Regions from separate parts of the Anas platyrhynchos genome. Here region 1 is linked to region 2. Evidence: chromatin contacts called from public Hi-C data. All regions are on one chromosome and are shown on one strand. The core of a region is the stretch at or near the end of the contact, and the rest is flanking DNA. Distances in the headings are between cores, read along the strand shown. Region 1 overlaps SLC35F1 (solute carrier family 35 member F1). Region 2 overlaps CEP85L (centrosomal protein 85 like).

What was found. Hi-C and Micro-C count contacts between places; a contact is called where the count stands out from the background.
Region 1: a Hi-C map of skeletal muscle shows a contact between it and region 2, with 3 times the contacts expected there. The contact joins two enhancer-like sites. A contact is called at or near these places in 2 of 8 Hi-C or Micro-C datasets (skeletal muscle and subcutaneous adipose tissue).

The regions. Positions count from the first base shown.
Region 1 is chr3:69,077,172-69,082,173 of IASCAAS_PekinDuck_T2T, reverse strand. SLC35F1 (solute carrier family 35 member F1) reads left to right here. Exons shown (of 9, transcript XM_038177344.2): 9 at 1-3,199. Among named protein-coding and RNA genes, the nearest start is that of PLN, 94 kb to the right of the region's middle. Within about 2 kb of position 2,668, at least 1 of the 8 cell types and tissues checked has an H3K27ac peak or open chromatin away from gene starts, as enhancers often do.
Region 2 is chr3:68,969,212-68,974,385 of IASCAAS_PekinDuck_T2T, reverse strand. All of the region lies in intron 3 of CEP85L (centrosomal protein 85 like), which reads right to left. Among named protein-coding and RNA genes, the nearest start is that of PLN, 14 kb to the left of the region's middle. Within about 2 kb of position 2,440, at least 2 of the 8 cell types and tissues checked have an H3K27ac peak or open chromatin away from gene starts, as enhancers often do.

The sequences.
Region 1 (5,002 bases), core at 1,419-3,918, 110 kb before region 2:
TTTAATCTGTAAAAAGAAATACATTTTCTAGTTTCCTATGTATTGTACCTCTCCATGGTAAGATGACATATCTTGTGGATCAGGGCACTTATTTTAGATACTCAATGCATCGAGGGCGCCTTCTGCTGTTCCAGTTTGCTTAGTGTTCTGTGATTCATTATTCTAACAATAGCTATTTAGAAATGTGACAGTTTTTCACCAAAACCCACAAATTGTAAAAATCAGGAAGATTATGTGAGGAATTCATGAATAGAAAGACTGGACCATCTGCTGGTATTGCTGCGGTAGCACAAAGGCATTCGTACCAGCAGGGTGTAGCCAATTATCTTTCGCTAACTACAAAACTAGCAGAATAATTCAGCAGTTTTCTTATGTTCTTGGGGACATGTGAAAGTAGTAAGGGTGTGCTCTGCAACTGCACTTCTCCAGGAGCCTTATCAGAAGGGGGAAATCATAGCTGCAGCCATGAGAATCTACATCTGTATGTTCGCTCTTCTGAGAGCACAATGAAAGGAAATGGTTATTCAACCTCCACCATCTATTTTTAATTTAAAATTAAGGAAAAGGAGATAGCCTTATACCTAACAGAGAGGAAAAGGATCCAGGAGGGCTTGGTTTTATTCACAGATCTGCCACGTCTCTGCATCGTCTTGGGCATGACTTACCTTCTGTGTGGCTGCATTTCCCAGTCTGTATATAAGGGAATAAAGATATTTGACCTACCTCACAGGGGTGCTATAGGACCAAGTTACTTTAAAACGTTTTGGGATCTTTAGAAGAAAGGAGTTTAAGAAGTACACAACAGTGCTGTAAAAGCATGTATATATTCATTGTATTTGAAAATGGGGTTTACAGAAGACTGATGAATATTTTGCTTGTGGGCACATAAGATGAATTTGATTTGAATGTCATTCTGCTGAAGAAGTCTGTCTAAAGTGAAAATGTAGGTCTTCATGTTTGAAAAATGCAACTTTCCTATTTCCCTTTAAAAAAGAAAAATCTGTACTCTGGAGATTAGAAAGGCCACAGTTCAACCAAGCAGGATGAATTTCTGCTGAGGTAACATCCATCTTTTATAGTCCTGTTCTGCTGTAATATAGAAGGGACTTCCCTGAAGCAGACTGGGAAAACTACATGTACAAATATACGTGAAGTGACAAATGCCAAAATGCTACTGAACAGCAGATGTATGTTTTATCTTACTCTTGCTGTGGGTGAGGAGAAGAGTTGATTTCTGTCCCATTGTGTTTAGGCTGCCTGCTAGGCTCCCACTGCAGCTGAGGGAAGGGTCTTGTGGAACCATGCCCCCAGACATTCCAGAATCTTCAATTAAGATTTCCTGGTTTTAAAATCATAACAATTATAGGTAGTTTTTTTTTTTTTTTCATTGCCTTTTTTTTTTTTTTTTAATCTTTTTTAGCATCCATAGAATCATAGAACTATAGAATATCCTAAGTTGGAAGGGACCCACAAGGATCATCGAGTCCAACTCCTTTGAATCCTCCTTCATCTTCCCAAGATTTTTCTTTTTTCTTTTAAAGCTCTGAGGATTCCCACAGAGAAATATCAGTACATTTTCTGGAGTTGTTAAGGAAAGTCTAAATACTACATGATTCACAGAAAAGAAAGCAAAACAAAAAACACCCCCACACAAGAATGATCACCTGATACTTCAGGGAGAGGTTTGCAGGGTGGAAACCCATGTGGGAAGCATATGGTTGGGTGAGGCCCTTGTGCACAGTGGGCCAGCAAACGTCCTTGGGTCAAGCCCAGGGAGAGCTTCCACCTGAGGCAGGTTTCATACCTTCTCCAGGAGCAGGGGCTTTGGTCACAATCACCACGGCTCTCTCAGGTGCTTGGAGGCACACTGGCGGGCACATGTCATCTCAGTGTTTTTGCTACCTTTTATACCAATTAAATACCTTTCTCTGAACATTAGTCCCCATGTTGGTCTTGAGACCTTTGAGGATGGTGTGTGTGTTTGTTCCATGTTTACAGTTCCTTCTTTTTGGTTTATTTCATTATTAGTATTTATTTTCAAGCCAAATGTTTGTAGTCCTTCCGCCTACCCCTCTTCATTTTTCTGACACTAACTTGTAGATGTTTGTTGGAGTCTTCTCAGAAAGAGCTGGGCAGAAGGCATGTCCTGGGCAGTTCACCGGACTGGGAGTTTTTACATACAGGAGTTTGCAAACCATGGGGTGTCTGCGTCGTGCCATCCAGAGCTGTTTTTGTAGTCTATTTTAAAAGGCTCTGTTGTACGGAAATAAGATACGAATGTTTGGGTGTGCACTCTGCACCCAGCCACCATCCCCCATGTTACTTGCACAGGGGGAGTTTCACATGCAGAGTGGGGCTGCTTCACTTTCTGCTCTCCCATTAAGAAAGGTGTGAACTTCAATTACCACCAGTGTGCTGAGCGATGGACCTCAAAGGAAGACAGTAGTATAGCTTTACAAGTAACTGTGTTGACTGAAAAGCTGAGGTCTAGTGAAGGAAAGCATTACTTCTACCTGCTTGTTTCCTGCAGTTCAAGACCTCAGTACACACCAGCAGAGGTTCAGCTATCTAACTGGCAGCTACTCTCCGTGTTGCATTAGGACATCACTAGTTCTGTGTAGATCCTTGCCTGAACAGACTGAAACCCTGATATACTGCTGGCACTGAGCAGCCCTTAGCAAGACTGATGTAATTTTCTGCTACTGGATGAAAACCTTCACTGGGAGACAGACCTTGTCCTTGTTCCAGCTATAAACTTTCAAAACAACACAACAAAAGACCAAGCAATTGAAAATTTTGCACCACTGTGTCATATGAAAAAGTTTCAATGTATAGTGTAGAGATTGCTAACTTGTGCTATTAACATTTTGACAAGCGTGTAGTATTGTTTTCTTTTCTTTTTTTTTTTTTTTTAAACCATTTAGTATTCCTAAGCTAGCTACAAATATAAATTTTACCCCATGGGTAGGATTTTACTGTTAAATGCCATAATAAAGCACACTAATCTTGACACCGCAGATGGGAACATGAACCAAAAACAAAACCAAGCAAACAGAATCCCAACCCCAAATCCTGCATCAGAAAGCTGAACAAACCTTTCTTCATTTTGATATTTGCATGCTCCTATATGGACTGGCTGTGGCAATGTAATGCCTGTATAATGTTTTCAAATAAAAAAATAAATGCTTTATGAAAGCAGGGTTATTATTTTATTTGTCTGCTTCCTTACTGGTTTCTTAGCCTCAAATGATTTTTTCTGAAGTGTAAATCTTGACTGCAGGGCATAATTGTTTGGTATGTTGAGGACTTCTTTCCCTTGAGAAGTAGTTAAGGTACAACTCCTTCCAAGGGTGTAATTCAGGTGCTAAACATGTGCCATCAGACATCCTCAGGTATTCTACCTGGCCCCCAGGTGCTGGTCCTGAAGCATACATGGTCTCCTCTGTCTCTGCAATGCTGCTGTGGCTACCTCTAATATCCTGACATTAGTCACCCTCATTTAGACATAGAAGTGCTCCACTGCTGTCCTCTTGACATGGTTAATCATGCTAGAATTAATATGGGGCAATATACTCGTGTGTGTGATGCTGGAGAGCTGTGGTTACTGAGCATCTGCAGCCACCTCACCCAGCCTTTCAACCTCAGCCTCTCTGCCCTGCACAGTACTGCTCCCTGGAGAGTCATGGAACAAGGAAAGAAAGGATGGAGACAAAATAGAGGGGGAAGAGGTGTGCCAGGAGGAGCAGAACTGGGGAAAGAAATAAAACAAGACTGGATCATTTGAAGTCTGTCTGGGAAGAAGGAAAAGAAAGAGTGTAAGTATGTGAGAGCAAAGGATTTTGTGAACATGTACTGACCTCTAAAAGTATTTGTCAGCATGTGCATCTGTCCATCCAGCTTTGCCTGATGTCTCCACAGAAACTTCGCGTCAGTATTTCTCACATACTTCTTTGCCAAAGAGTAGAAAAGGGAATGGAAGGTGGTGGTCTCGTATCCAGCCTCCCTCTGCACCATGACTGGATGGAGTCCCACACACTGCAAAGCCAGCAGTGCTGCAGCAATATGCTGGTTTATGTCTCTTTTTGCAGTGTGAATGTCTCCTAAGTCATCAAAAGCTCCAGAAGTGGAGTTACTGTGCATGGCTTTACCATGTTAACAGTTGATTTGTATTTTCCTCCAAATCTGCTCAAAAACCTGTCAAGCTTTAGAAAAAAAAAATAATAATAATAAAATAAAATCCTTTTATTGTCTGGCTAGAATTTAGCCTGGGTGCTTGAGTCATACCAACAGTAATTGCTTGAAATAACTCTTTCAATTGATTATGAATAGGTATAAATAGATGTTTATTTACTTAACAACAAATGTTCCACACTGAAGGACACACATTCACCTTAAAACTACCAGTCCTCTTTTGGCTTTGTTTGTTTAGAGCTAGCTCTCCAAAACACTGGAAATACTGCCTGCTTAACAGCAATATGCTATAGCATATGATTCAGGAAGCAATATTTTTTACAGGTATAAGAGTTATTCTAAGACTGCTCCTCAATTTAAGACAAAATGTATGCAGAAACTCTGCAAAAGGGCACACTTCTGTTTGTGCAGCCACTGACCTGTTGCCACAGCAATTGCAAAGTGGGTACCACATGCTAACAACACAGCGGTAATGATGACATTGGAGTAAGAGCATTGGAAATGTCATCCTCCTGCTCCAGCCTGAAGTGCAAGGTAAGTTAATAATAAGTACCACTGCACTTATTAATAAAAAAGTCAGCTGTGTGGAGGAAGGCCTTTCCATAGGGCTGGGAATTGACTGATTAGCCTTGGAAAACACCACGGTTGGTCCGTGGCCCCGTGAGGTCTCTCTGTTGGGTACAGGGAGGTGTTGCTGATCTCACCACAGTTTCCCTTAGGCAAGTAAGAGCTCCTGATGCTGTAAAGCAATGAGAGGGAGGAAGCAAAATTTGGCTACAAGTAAATTATGAGGTTCAGAATGGAAAGTCAG
Region 2 (5,174 bases), core at 1,191-3,690:
TCTCAATTTCCTGCTCATTGTCCTGGTTCTGGTGCTCGCATTCATCCTTGTGAAGCTGATGTGAACCCCTGTGAGGGTCCTTTTTTTTTCCCTCCAAATCCTGGTCTGGGGGTTTGGTGTGGTGTTGTGGTTTTTTTTTTTTTGAAATGATAACATAAAGACATCAAACTATCCGACCATAAATATGCCAAGACTGAAATAACTGACAGAGAAAGTGTTCATGTACCTATTTCATCAGAAAGCGAACCTGAAGTTACACAAAATTACGTCCTGCCGTTGACTAAAGAAGGTATCTAGAGCCCTGCTGAGTAGAGGAAGAAATCTAAGTGTGCATAAGCAGCTACTTCAGTTTCCTCGTTCCTACAGCTGACCTGCATTTAAAGGTCTGCAAACAATCAGCAGCCTTCAAGGCACAAAATTTCCGCAAAGGGTAAAGCGGAAATCAGATTTTTAAAATGGGGTTTCCACAGAATGCATACTTCACCAAAAATACGACAGGAAGGCAGAACGAAACACCTACACGGGGTTGACAGCACGCATCAAATTTCCTGTGGAGAGCAAAAGCGGGGATGCTGTAGATGGAAGAATGGCCATCAACTGCAGCCTGCAGCAGCTGGGAGTTAGATAAGTTCAAATATGAAAGTATAATTATCAGGGACCTCTTTTTTGACACCCATGGTTCACAGCAACACCTTACAAGCCAGAAGCCATTTGTGTTACACAGCAGTATCGAAAGAAGCAGCTGCAAAAACAGAAGAGAAGGGATGTTAGCACAGGGTGCCACACCTGTGCTCAGGAAGCCTTGAACACCTCTGTGCAGGTAAGCACTCTGTGCACCCACACAGCAGTGAGCATGCTACGTCCCCAACAGGTCAGATTTACCTCTTGTGCACAGGGCAAGCGTGCAGTGCAGGAGCCCTCAGGCTGCGTTTGACACTCCACTTGTTACCTGCCAGAGCTACCCATTGCTCGTCCTACCCCCAAGCTGCAAGGTGAGCTCCTCACGGGACCTTCGCGGGATGCTCTGCTTCGCCCACAGTCCCTGGGAAGGGCAGTGACCAACGAGAGCTCGCTTCTACTGGCATAGTTTGCCCAGAAGGTAGCTCTACACACCTAAGACATGCAGGGAGAGAAGGTGGCCAGAAGTAGATAACAGACACTACACTGGGGCCAAGCAGCCTACCGTTAGCATCTCTTTCCCAAACACGCATTGGGAACCAGGTGTACCACCAGACGTGTATTGTGCAGTCCATTTAACACCATACACGTGTGTTAGCAGTCAAAACACACATGGGACACCCATGGGATGGGGGAACAGCCAGTTTCCAGCTGCCTGCTGCCAGCAGAGCACCCCTGGTTTGGCAGCTACGCTGCTGACCCAGCACCTCCCGCAAACACTCACGGTGTGACGGAGCTGATCTACTCGTGGCCACGCTCGGGGTTTCCAGACAACTGCTGCTGAAGCTAAACCAACTGCAACCTGCAGCAGACCCGTCTGAGTTGGATCTGTGAAGAGACTTTCCAAAGGAAAAGACAATGTGCTGAGGGAAAGGCAAAGTTCACGCAGGTCCCACCACAAACAGGCCTCCACGCTGCTCTGCGTCCTCCAGCGCACGGGCACTGTGGCGTGGGGCAGCACGGACAGGCAAAATGAAGTTTTTTCTCTCGTGTGCTTTGAAGTATGTGCAATAAACATCTAAAATAGCTTCTGTAAGCTACGCATCTACAGCTTTTTTATGTCGATACAATAATATCAATTCCTGTTTGTATTTAGAGCAGAAAACTTTGCACAGCTCTATCACTGTAACCACTTTGTCATTTATTTTGGTTATCTTGAAATATTCTGCTTTTAAAAAAACAGCTGTAGAGTTATATACATGGAATATACGTTTTAACAGTTCTGTTGTTGCGTATTGTTTAGAAGGATTTCTACTGGTGCTTGACACTGATAAGAGATGGCACGAAACATAACCAATCCACAGGAATTGTTATGAAGCCCACTCTCATCTAAGGAAGAGTAGAAATGGTTTTCCCTGCAAAAAGGCAATTCACTGGTACACTCCTTGGGATCACACGCAGCTTATTTCATGGATGTTCTTCTGTACATACAAAATTCTCCTTATCTTAGGGAAACCGCTGTGACAACTGAACAGCTCAAATGAATTAAATGGGTTAGCATTGAAAAAAATAAATCATGAATTCCTTTCAAATAAAAGGACAGAGATGAGTCTACCAACTCCACCTACCACTTATTTCCAACTCAAAAATCACACACAAAGCCTGTAAGAATCTCTGCTATTAGCGTGTGGCTACCCCAAACTTCTCCCAGCCAACGATGAAAATTACAGAATCTTAAACAACTGTGGAAACATTTGCCTGAGATGACGCACAGAACTGGCAGAGTTACCAGCTAACCAACGCCAAGCCTCTTTTTGCAATCAGGCACGGTCCAAGCGTGGTTTACCATCATCTGCCAGCACTTAGCCTGAGCCCACACGTTCACTAGGAGTGGGAGCCCAGTTGTCAGACTACTGCCAACTTCACTGCAAAAGAAACAACACAAAAGCTCACAGTATTGAATTAATCCTGTTAACTATAGGTGATAATTTTTCACATTATAAAGCTTTATCTTGCTTATAAGTATGGTTTCATGGAAACATGACATGGGAAAAATGATGTTAATTTTTTTCCAGTCTTCAGACCTGTCAGGATCATAAGAACTACTTTCAAGTTCAGATTTAAGAATACAATTTTCTGTGGCAACAATGTTATTTGAAGCATGCTGTAACTTTTTCTTCCAATTAAAGTTTTAGGTAGTGTTTGCCAATCTTTAGGTATGCACGTGGTTTACTTGTTTCGAAATGACCATTGCAACTGTTGCAGCATCTCTTAATTTCTCACTGCATTAACATTTAATTCGCAGTAGCTGTTTTATATATATATATATATATATATATATATATATGTGGTATAAACAAGGCAGTGTTTTCCTCATTAAAGAAGAAACAGGAAACCAGATGCATTAAAGGAAAAAGATGCTCTTAAGCCATTTCCATCTATTCTCTCTGCTACATTCTGACACAAGTTAGCTCACCACGAGGAAACCATCCAGATGCCCCATGAACTGGAACAAAACCAGGTTCATCCTATCAGGCCCACAACACGACCAGAGTCAATAAACAGACAGAAAGCTTCTGAAACCTTCTGAAGCCTTTCTTACTGTATCATCTCCCACAGGAGACGGGCTTTAAGAAATGCATTTCTATGCACACATATGGCCTTCATGCAGCCAGATTTGTACATCCTCCCAGCTCAACAAATGGGAACCCGTCGTGCATTATAAGCATTTTCTCTCTTTAACCTATTCCTAACCATTATTTACCTTGGGCTTTTAAATACAATTTTTATAAAGTATTAGAATGGTCGTGTCTGCTGAAAGACTAAAAGATCAGCTGTACATTGAAAGTAATGACATTTATGGTGAAATAGAAATTCTGCGTGGAAGTTTTTTTTGTTTGTTTGTTTGTTTTCTGAAATGCCATTAAAATCTGTTCCTTGGAAGTGTGTAGGAGAATGGGAGAATGCTCATCTTCGAAATGTTTGCATTGAACAGTGCACATTGCCTGGAGAAAAGAGCTTTCTTACATAACTCCGTGATGTTTGGCAACAAGCACAGACCAGATCCTTCTTGAAGATTTCCTCCAGAAACCCACACACGTCACACCACAGATTAACAATGCACCTTCCCTGAGGTTTGCAGATCTACACCACCTTTTCTACTGCTGTAAATCACAGCCTGCCGTGAAGGAGTATCTCAGTAAAGTAAATGCTTTACATATGGTTTACAACTGGAAGGGGAACGGCACATGAGAGGATTTCTAATTCGGGGAGCAAAGCCTGATAGGAAACCAACAGGTAGATGCTGGGTTCAGTCACATTCAGCCTCTAAAGGAAGTGAAGAGTTTTAATTCTGACAGTCAGTAATCCTGGAACAGCTTTTAAGGGCTGTAATACATTTTGAATTGAAGCTCAACGTAAAAGAAATCTTATTTTCTAACATAAACTCTAATTCAGAATTTAGCAGGGTAGAAGGTCTCCACTTGTCTGTTATGAGCATAAGAAAACTGCCTACAAACAGATTTTTTTTTTAAGCCCAGTAGCTACTCCTGCGTGATCAGTCCTCAAAATGAACTCAGGAGTTAGCTGTAGGCTGTCCTTACTTTCTTAGTGCCAGCTGTTCTCTATACTCCCTCCACCAGCCTACCTAGAAGACACAGAGAGCTGCTCTACGTTCATCATTTAAAGCAAAGTTCATTTTGTTTTCTGTTCGTGGCAATGACAGTTTTAAAGCAGGATTACGATAAATGGCTTTTTTTTCAGTTCTCTAAAAAACACATTTCCATCAGCATACATGCTTACCTACGAACAGTGAAATACCACAAATATTACCCACTAACAGGAAAAGACAAACAGAAGAATTTTATTGAGGATTTTGTGGTGTTATTTTAATTCACCAGCTTCCTCTGGGAAAAAATAAAAATAAAAAAACAACAAACTCTTGTGCCTCCTGTTCTCTCTCTTTCCTAGGTATGTATTTCACTTAGGATGGTAAGTTTATTTATTTTCTCAGAAATAATACCATCACGGTTCCCAGGTGTGCACAGACTGCATAGTTTTGAAAAGAAAATTACTAAATACTACAAAATATCTTTGGAAAATTATTATAATTATGATGAGGTTTCTTCAAAAAAAAAAAAAGGTTATATTGTGTCAAAACAACATTCTCCTTTCCTCACCTCTTCTGTCCTCCCTCCTGGTTAGGGCTGTAAGGTCCAGGCAGAAAGGTGGCGGGTAGCAGCAGAGGACACCTGGAGGAGCCCAAAGGCTCCAGCTCTTGCCCACGTTTTATTTTTCTGTTTCATGGGGTCCTACTGACAACCCCCTCCTCTCCCCTGAGGGAATCTGACCAGCCACGTTTCAAGGCCCATCACCACAACCCCAAACCATCCCAGAGAAGTGTGTGTCAGAGCCACGGAGCTCCTCTCTGCCCATCAGTACCGTCCTGCTCCCTGCGGTCCCCCCTTGCAACTGGGAGAGGGAGAAGCAGAGAAAAGCTTCAAGGAGCTTTAAGGTCAGCTTTAAGGGCTGACCAGGAGCTGACAGCCCAGCTGAGG